Regions from separate parts of the Sus scrofa genome. Here regions 2 and 3 are each linked to region 1. Evidence: chromatin contacts called from public HiChIP or PLAC-seq data. All regions are on one chromosome and are shown on one strand. The core of a region is the stretch at or near the end of the contact, and the rest is flanking DNA. Distances in the headings are between cores, read along the strand shown. Region 1 holds the start of BRD2 (bromodomain containing 2). Region 2 holds the start of RXRB (retinoid X receptor beta). Region 3 holds the start of TAP2 (transporter 2, ATP-binding cassette, sub-family B (MDR/TAP)).

The links. HiChIP or PLAC-seq counts read pairs in DNA pulled down with a chosen protein or histone mark.
Region 2: an H3K27ac HiChIP or PLAC-seq map of alveolar macrophages shows a contact between it and region 1. The contact joins the promoter of RXRB here to the promoter of BRD2 in region 1. A contact is called at or near these places in 2 of 5 promoter capture datasets (fetal liver and liver), 5 of 47 Hi-C or Micro-C datasets (brain, epiblast stem cells, fetal skeletal muscle and 1 more) and 2 of 2 datasets of contacts at active chromatin or transcription factors (alveolar macrophages and skeletal muscle).
Region 3: an H3K27ac HiChIP or PLAC-seq map of alveolar macrophages shows a contact between it and region 1. The contact joins the promoter of TAP2 here to the promoter of BRD2 in region 1. A contact is called at or near these places in 1 of 5 promoter capture datasets (fetal liver), 4 of 47 Hi-C or Micro-C datasets (blood, embryonic fibroblasts, epiblast stem cells and 1 more) and 2 of 2 datasets of contacts at active chromatin or transcription factors (alveolar macrophages and skeletal muscle).

Annotation. Positions count from the first base shown.
Region 1 is chr7:25,149,314-25,152,013 of Sscrofa11.1, forward strand. It overlaps BRD2 (bromodomain containing 2), which reads left to right and starts at 1,345. Exons shown (of 13, transcript NM_001123085.1): 1 at 1,345-1,728.
Region 2 is chr7:25,241,307-25,244,222 of Sscrofa11.1, forward strand. RXRB (retinoid X receptor beta) reads right to left here and starts at 1,348. Exons shown (of 10, transcript NM_001190246.1): 1 at 1,117-1,348; 2 at 191-438. The coding sequence starts at 1,348. It overlaps SLC39A7 (solute carrier family 39 member 7), which reads left to right and starts at 1,704. Exons shown (of 7, transcript NM_001131045.1): 1 at 1,704-2,534; 2 at 2,623-2,791. The coding sequence starts at 2,124.
Region 3 is chr7:25,055,560-25,058,316 of Sscrofa11.1, forward strand. It overlaps TAP2 (transporter 2, ATP-binding cassette, sub-family B (MDR/TAP)), which reads right to left and starts at 1,304. Exons shown (of 12, transcript NM_001206441.1): 1 at 1,158-1,304; 2 at 241-741; 3 at 39-153. The coding sequence starts at 733.

The DNA.
Region 1 (2,700 bases), core at 95-2,594:
GATGAGAACTGGTGCTTCCTGATTTGCCAATTAGGAGGTCTTTGGTGACCTTTGCTAGGACAGCTTCAGTAGTAGAAGAAACGAGCTGAAGAATGGGGACGAGGTTGAGAGAGGAAAATTAAGACCGTTTCAGGTCTTAACTGTGCAGGAGAGCTGAGAGGTAAAAAAGAGTACAAAGGGGATGGTTTCAGGTCGTGACTGTGCAGGGGAGCTGAGAGGTAAATAAGAGTGTACAAGGGGATGCAATATCGATAAGGTTATTTCCTTTCTTTCCTTGTTTTTAGGCTGGGAAACCCATAAAAGGAAGAAGTTAAAAATGCCAATTGGGAGAAAAATGGAGGATAGCTTCAGACTAATACCTAAATGTGACCAGGTCAAAAAAGAAAAATTTCCTTAAGCTGGAGGGGACTTCTGGTACAATGGTAAAGGAACACAGACATGTCCCAGTCGGAAAGCCAAGAGTTCTGCAAGTTGGCCTTTCTGTAATGTTCCGTTTGTGGAGAGTGGGCGTTATGAATTAAAAGTAAAAAATCTGAACCACATTCTGAGGATCAAGGGAGGGAGTATTGCCTATGAACAATAAAAGATCTGCTTTAGCTGGCAACCATCACTGGATCAGATTTTTATGGGTTTCAAGACCGAGCAAAGGGTAAAGCCTTAGAAAAAGCAGAAGTTTTAAACGGTGGAGGCAAGTCCAGAAAAAAAGTAAAAGTGTTAGGTTTTGCAGAAGGCAGAGGAGTCCAAGCACTGGCAGGTCTCAACGAAGTCTTCGTAGATTCGGGGGAAATGAGAAGTTATAAAGTAGCCTAAGACAAACAGGTCAAACAAAATGCCCACATCAACCTCCCGCGCCTCATCTCCCCGCCGCAGGCATGACGAGGGTGGTGATAAAACTCCGTCTCCCGACGTGGAACCACACTACACCCCATCCTGCAAACCCTTAAAACTCCAGGTCCAGGCCCCATTTTCCTCCACTGACAACAGCTGGGCAGCGCGCGTTTCCGCTGGACTCCGGCCAGGGCGTCCCAAGCTGCACCTTACACCTGTGGAAAAGGAACCAAGTCCAGGAGGCCGCCGGCAGTGGAGGAGGGGCCGCTGAGGCGGGAGGTCCGCGCGCGGTGCCTGCTTCCGCCCCACCCACTGCGCGCGCACTGAGCCCCGCCGCGGGAGCTGCGGCGCCCGCCCTGACGCCTGCGCACTACTGCTCTCCCCCGCTGCCTCGGGCTCTACTTTCCCTTCCCCCCCAAGTCGGTCGCACCCTTGCGCCTGCGCTGTGTGGGTTCCCGGGCTGCGGCAGCCATGCTGAACCCGTACGGAGAGGCGAGTGGGGGGGACAGGGTCGACGACAGCGAGCTAGGAAGCCGGGGATATGGAGAATCGGCGGTATTAGAGTACTCTAGGTCTGTGAGGAAAGGTCTGGGCCTTGAGGCTCCTTTGGCCCCTTGGCGCGACCCTCAGGAACCTTCGGAAAACTGGCCCCCGTGGCGGGGGGAGGGGGGGCGGCTGGCACATGACCTGGGTCAGCCAATCTGGGTGCAGCTGACGTGGCCGCGCGGTCCCGATGCTCTCCCCACCCCCCAGCTCGGTCGGGAAGGGAGGGGCTGGGGGCAACGCCCCCTCCCCCAACACAACCTCGGTTTCCGGGGGGGTGACACCCCGGATTACATCCTCCCCCCGCACCAAGCCGAGGGGAACACTGGAGCCCCCCTGGAAGGTTCCAGGATCGAGGTGAGAAGGGGCCCTTGCGGGGCGGGGATGTTGCCAGTCATTTAAGTGCCTAACCAATGATGGGGAGTCCGGGAGGATGATTTTCTTGGGGTTCAGAGAAGAATCCTAAGGATGGGAAGATTTGTCCTTCAAACAGTTTACAGCCAATGGGAGCATGGAGGGGGGCGAGCAGGAGAGGGCCCTCGTTGGGGGAGGGGAATGGCCAACCTCTGTCTCCATACCAATTGGAGGGCAAAGGGGCGTGGGGGTGGTGTGTTCCCCCTCCCCCCATTCCATTCGTCCCTTGGGGGTGCAGGAGCCTGGAGCCAGGTGAGAAGGGATCCTTTTGGTGGCCGGAGGGAGGGGTGACCTAGTGGGCTGAGGAGTGGGAGTGGTGACTAGCTCCTACCCGTAGATGTAAATACTTAGAGTTGACAACCCAGGTTGTGAACTGAGATTGTTCCCAGGCGCCCACTCCCTTTCTCCCCATAGACTGGAAGGAGCATTTCTGTGCTTCCTTTGTGTCAGCGGTAGGGAGATGGCAGTCATCACATGGCATGGTGGAGGTTACGCTTCGAGTCCTTTATCGAATTTGTGTGCATTCACGTGGACCTGGCCTCCGGAGCCTTCGTTGCCCTGGTGGGGTCTTAGTTGAGCATGGGTCTACCCCAAACTGGGGAGGGCTTGCTGGCTGAAAACTCGGGGGTCCCCTGGGGAGCAGAAACCAGGACCAACGTGGGTCTTGAGAAGGGTTGGAAATCGTGGCTTGGGACAGGAGAGAGCGAGTCTCAGGACCTGGAATGATTTCACAGCTCCAAAGGTTTCGGGTTTCTCCAGGGTGGCGTCTTTTGCCTCTTTCACCCCCTCCCCCATTCCTGAACAGATCTCTCCTTGTGTACTGCGGGGGAGGGAACGGAAAGGAGGGAAGAGTTACTTTTCCAAATTACTGAGTAGCAGTGGCCTCCCCTGTGACTCATGTGGGGGAAGGGAGGA
Region 2 (2,916 bases), core at 98-2,597, 92 kb after region 1:
GGGTTCTTTTATAGGGTCGGGGAGGAGGCATGTACTGAACGATCAGTCACTTCAGGAAGGGCAAGGGGTCTCGAAAGGACTTCAGGCCTGGCAGGTCAAGGGGCCATGGGGAAGTTCACTCAAGGATGTGGAGTCACAGGAAAACAGGAAATGAAAGTGGAGAGGCAGGAAGTGGGTCACAACCTCTCACCTGGGGACTGCTGACAGGCCCGGAGAATCCTGGGGGAGCTGGAGGGGGCAGACCAGGGGACCCCATGGAAGAGCTGATGACTGGAAAGGGGGAGCCCAGTGGGGGGGGTGGCATCGGGGGTGGGGGTGGGGCCCCAGAGCCTCCAAGGGATGCAGCTGCTGAAGGTGGTAGGGGTGGCCCAGGAGGAGAAGGGGGAGCGGCCCCCTGGGGAAGGGGATTTGGGGAGGAACTGTCTGGGCTTCGGGAGTCTGGGGAGGGGTACACACAGGCAGACACAGACAGGAGAGACAAAAAGAGAAAATGAGTCTTCGATCATCCAACCGGAGACTTTTAATTCTTTCTCTGATCCCCCACCGCACCCCCACCCCACCCCACCCCACCCACCCCTTCCTAAGTTCAGAGGTACCCTGCTGTCAAACAACGGCTTAACTCCTAACTGTGGTGAGAGGAAGGGGTTGCCAAAGAAGAGGACAGTTCAGGTGAGGCACGTTCCAAGCAATGCATTTGGTCACCCCAGGCCTGGGGCATCTCGTGTGGGTGGGGCAGCACGTGGTGTGGACCAGTCAGCACCTCCATTCCCAGTTTGGAGCCAAACCAAGCAGGGAAAAGAGACAGGCGGAAGAGACCCCTCCTAGGACGCAGAATCTGCCTTCAAACGTCCAGAATCCTCAAGCTCAAGGTCTACTGTCCCACTCCTGGGATCTCAGGAGTGTAAGGCCTCAAGCGGCCGGCCACCCCTCGGACGGCGGAAGCTCCCCTTCCCCGCCCCGCCCCGGGGGGAGGGCGCTAAGGCCCTCGGGAGGGAGGGGACGCGTGTTTACAAACAAGGGGGCGGGAGCGCCTGGGAAAGAGCATCAGGGGAGGGGGGGTAGGGGCTGCTGATAACGCGGTCACTGCCTTGCCTGTCCGTCTGTTAGGACACTCACCCCGCCCGCTGTCGCCCATCCCGTCCCGTCCAGCCTGCCCCGGCTCCGGCTCCGGGGTTTGTTGTTCTCCGGCTGCCGCTGCCGCCGCCGCCGCTGCGGGATCCAGCCAGGGCCGCCGCCGCCGCCACCGGGACGCGACCCCACAATGCATTTCTTTTCGCACCCCCACCGGCCCACACTGCCCTGCGGCATGCCGCTGGGGGAGGAAGGGCGGGCGAGCCGCCCAAGACATGATTCCTGGCTGAGTGTAGGGATGCCGAGAGGGTACCAGGGATTCTCAAGAACTGATCGGGGAATTCGGCTAGCACGAGGAAGCCCCAGAGAAAAAGACTTTGGCCTGAACCGAGTCAAATTAAGCGCTTCGCTCTGCTCTGTACCCAAATGACAGCGCCGATGTGGCAGCCATCTTGGTATAGACGGGAAGTCTCCGCGCTAGTTCCCGCCCCCTCGTCTAGTTGGAAACCGAGGAGGCGGTCTCCTCCAGCCTGTTAAGCGGCCTCGCCCAGCATCCCCTCAAATAACCTCCACACTCGCGCGTGCGCGCCAGGACAGGCGCGCTTCATAGCTACCGGGATGCGGCCATATTGGTAAAGTATTGGGACCAAGGTAGAACCGAATTCCCTGTTCTCGCGGGAGCTGGAGGTGGGACTGCCACGTCCGAGCAAACCGGGAAAGGAGAGGATCCCGGAGCCGGTGAGAATAGCCCGCTTTTCTCTGCTGTCCTTTCCAAGCCTTTTTTCTCAACTAGTGGGCCATAGAGACGAGGGCCCAGAGAGTCCAAGAGTGGAGGATCAAAGCCTAGAGCGGTATCCCGGGGGCCCTACATCCGGGAAGGGGTTCGGGATAAAGAAAACGAATCTTGGGGACAATGTGGGTGGGGACAGAATGGGACGGGGAAGCGGTCCATAGACGTGGACAGAGGGCGCTATCGGAGTAAAGCGGACCCTGTATAGGTATACAGTTGAGGGTCAAGTGGAGTCATTGTCTGTGTCCCTCTGGTCAGCGTGATGGCCAGAGGCCTGGGGGCCCCCCACAGGGTGGCCGTGGGACTGCTGACGTGGGCAGCCTTGGGGCTGCTAGTGGCCGGACACGGGGGTCATGGCGACCTGTACGAAGACCTGCAGGAGGACTTGCATGGCCACAGCCACAGGCATTCACATGAGGATTTCCACCATGGACACAGCCATGCCCATGGCCATGGCCATACTCATGAGAGCATCTGGCATGGGCATACCCACGGTCACGATCATGGACATTCACATGAGGATTTGCACCATGGCCATATTCATGGCGACTCCCATGAGAGCCTCTACCACCCAGGACACGGACATGACCATGAGCACAGCCATGGAGGCTATGGGGAATCTGGGGCTCCAGGCATCAAGCAGGACTTGGACACTGTCACTCTCTGGGCCTATGTGAGTCCCCCGGGATGGGGCAGAGGGGGGCGAGTTCTGGATTGTTGGGAAGTCCCACACCTCTTGACCCCTGACTTTCCCTCACTAGGCACTAGGGGCCACAGTGCTCATCTCTGCAGCTCCATTTTTCGTCCTCTTCCTTATCCCGGTGGAGTCCAACTCACCTCGGCACCGCTCTCTGCTCCAGATCCTGCTGAGTTTTGCTTCGGGTGGGCTCTTGGGAGATGCCTTCCTGCACCTCATTCCTCATGCTCTGGGTAAGTGACCTCAAATCTTAGAGTGTTTTATTCTTTGAATGAGAGGGTTCTTTCCTCTTTGTGATCCCTGACCTTCTAGTGTCCCCCCAATACACACCTTTTGTGTGGGATATTCCCTTATCTAA
Region 3 (2,757 bases), core at 54-2,553, 94 kb before region 1:
TGTCAACACCTGGAGCCAGCAAATCACCCATCACCTACCTCCCAACGGAGAAAAGACTCATGAACAAGATGGCGCTGACAAAGGCATCAGGGTCAAAATCACCCCCCAGGATGTCAATCACGAGGCCAGAATAGTAAGGGATTAGTGTCTCACCTGCAAGAGACATGAGGACCACAGTGAATAGGCTGCTGCCAAGGGCCTTTTCCCACCTCCAATTCACTGCGCCCTCTCCTGACTCACCCAACACGGCAAGGACAAGAAAGAAGAAGGCAGCAGCCAGGAAAGGCCAGTCCGGCCAGGAGAGCTTCAGCAACCTCCACATCAAAGCTCTGTTGTTCTCCTGGTCCTCCTTCTTCTCCTGGGCTCCTGGAGGGCTCAGCACTGCCCACACTGCCCAGCTGAGCCCCGCAGCCCCGGACCCCAGCAGCAGCCAGCTCCAAGGGGCTGAAGCCACTCTGGCTGGGGGAGCACTCAAGGCTCCTGGGACCAGGGCCCTCAAGGAGAGAAAGAAGGGGATCACCAGGCAGAGGGGGCACAGCAGTGTCCGCACATATCCCAGCAGCCCTCCCAGCCTCAGCAGCCACCAAAGCCCTCCAAGTCGCAAGATGCCCTCCAGCCACAGGCCTGGAAGCCCTCGAGGAAGCAGAGCCTCCAGAGGTCCCTGGAGCAGCCAGAGTAAGGCCGAGTCCGCCAGCAGCAGGGCGGCCCAGGGTCTCAGGTCAGGGAGCCGCATGGCGAGGTCTGTGGGGAGAAGGGGAGAAGTGCCAGGGGTGGAGTCCCAGTCCTCGGCGCTACCCCCGCCCCCATTCCCACTCCTCCCAACGCGCCCATGGGCTTCCCACTCGATTTACCCAACCCTACCGAGTACCCTGTGCTCCCTCCTAGGACACAAGGCATTCGGCCTGACCGAAGGCGCTGGGAAGCCTGACCACCTGCAGCCTCATCTTAAAAAAAAAAAGTCCCATTACCCTCCCCCCAACCCCCGCCCCACTCCTCTGCCAGCCGCCGCCGTGTTCCAGCGGGCGGCCGGGCGGTCCCTGCCTCGCTCCCTCTCTTCCCCCGGACCTTAGGGACAGGAATCACCGTACACCGAGCGGGGGAGGCGGTAGGTGGGCTGCGTCCCCTTAGCGCTCTAGACTTCCACCCGCCCCACTCACCAGCGGCGGCTTCTGCGATGCAGCTCCAGGGATCTTTCCTTTAAGTGCGGAGGGCTGAGCTCGGAGGGCTGAGCTCGGAACCCCCTCGCACTGTCTCAACGTTGTCTCCCCTCGATCTGCGGGCGATGCTCTCCGGGCCGGGGCGTCCCGGCTCCCCGCGCCTTTCGCTTTCGCTTCCCCAGCGCGTGCCTTGTTCTGTGCCCGGCGGCCAGCAGGGGGCGCGCGACACCGCAGACCCAGGGACACGCCCAAGTCCCGCTCCACTTGCCAGGCCCGGGCTTAAATCGCCCACTCTCAGCAGCAGTTACTCTATCATAGGAAACGGTTGCATTTCTTAAATTGCCACTAAGAAAATTGCCACGAAATAGTTGGAGAACCGCTGGATTTTCTTACCTCAAGTTCTCTTTGCCCCAGCCCTGAACCTGTTTTGAGAACTGCTCTCTTTTCTTATCAAAGCTCCAGTTGTAGGCTCTTGAGATAGAAAAAACAGAGCCAGATCCCGAGCAAGAAACACACAGAATTTCTCCTAAATAGAAGCCGCAACTGCTCCTACCAGGACCTACCATGGGTTTCAACTTACAGATTTTGAGCTGAGAAGGCCTCACCCCGTGTCGTCTTCTATCTTTGTCAACAGCTCCTGAGCAGAGAATGTGTCAGACACCTCTAAATTGATGCTCCAAATTAAGCTGGGAGCACTGTCGGTACATGAAGGAAGGGGACTTTGTTTCTTGGTCTATTTTAACACTGAGTAGCACAGGAATCCGATTTCCATGGGTCCTGCCTGATCCAGGGCCTGTCTATGGACTGTGAAGCTTGCTTTATTCCAGAAATAACAATTCAGGTTGAAACTACCTCCCAGACTCAAAATAACCCCCAAGGGAGGATCACTTGGAGTCCAGTGGATTCCAGTCCATCTTTTTGAAAGGTCATTGGCGTGAGGAGGAGTGAGTCACTTCAAATTTAAAGTGGGGAGGGGGAGATTGAAGTTAGGGAATTACTAAAACTTCTCCAACCCTGTCCATGTGGGGATTTTAAGGATCTCTCTAATGGAAAAGCTCCACGCTCAGCTGCTTCCTACAAGCTCTTCCTTTGAACAACTCTCCTTGGAGCCATGACATTGTCCTGCTCCCTCCTGCAGCTCCAGAGTGACGCAGAGGCTCTCGTATGTCTCATCTTTCCCAGCTAGTTACTTTTTCCTCATGTTCCCCACCTCAGCGAGTCCTTCTTATCTCCTCTTCCATTTCAATCACGGTCTTGTCATCTAGCAATTGAGTGTGACACAGCATGAAACTGAACCCCGAATGTCCATCGTTCCACTTCCTATCCAGTCTCTCCACCGTGTTCGAGGTCAGTGGGACCACGGTGGCAATTATTATGGCCCACACGTTAGGTGGAAGCTTTCTCATCCTACTCTACAGCACCAGAAACGGTTGTTCTAAGTGTCCTTCTCCCAGATGCCCAAACCATTCACCACCGACCTCCCAAGACGTCTCCAGGCGGAGCTCCCATAGAAAGGACCCTAAACCAAATTAAATTGCTGGTAAATGTGCACAGACAATGAGCCTTCCCGAGGTCTGGAGAGATGAATATGGAAGGAAAA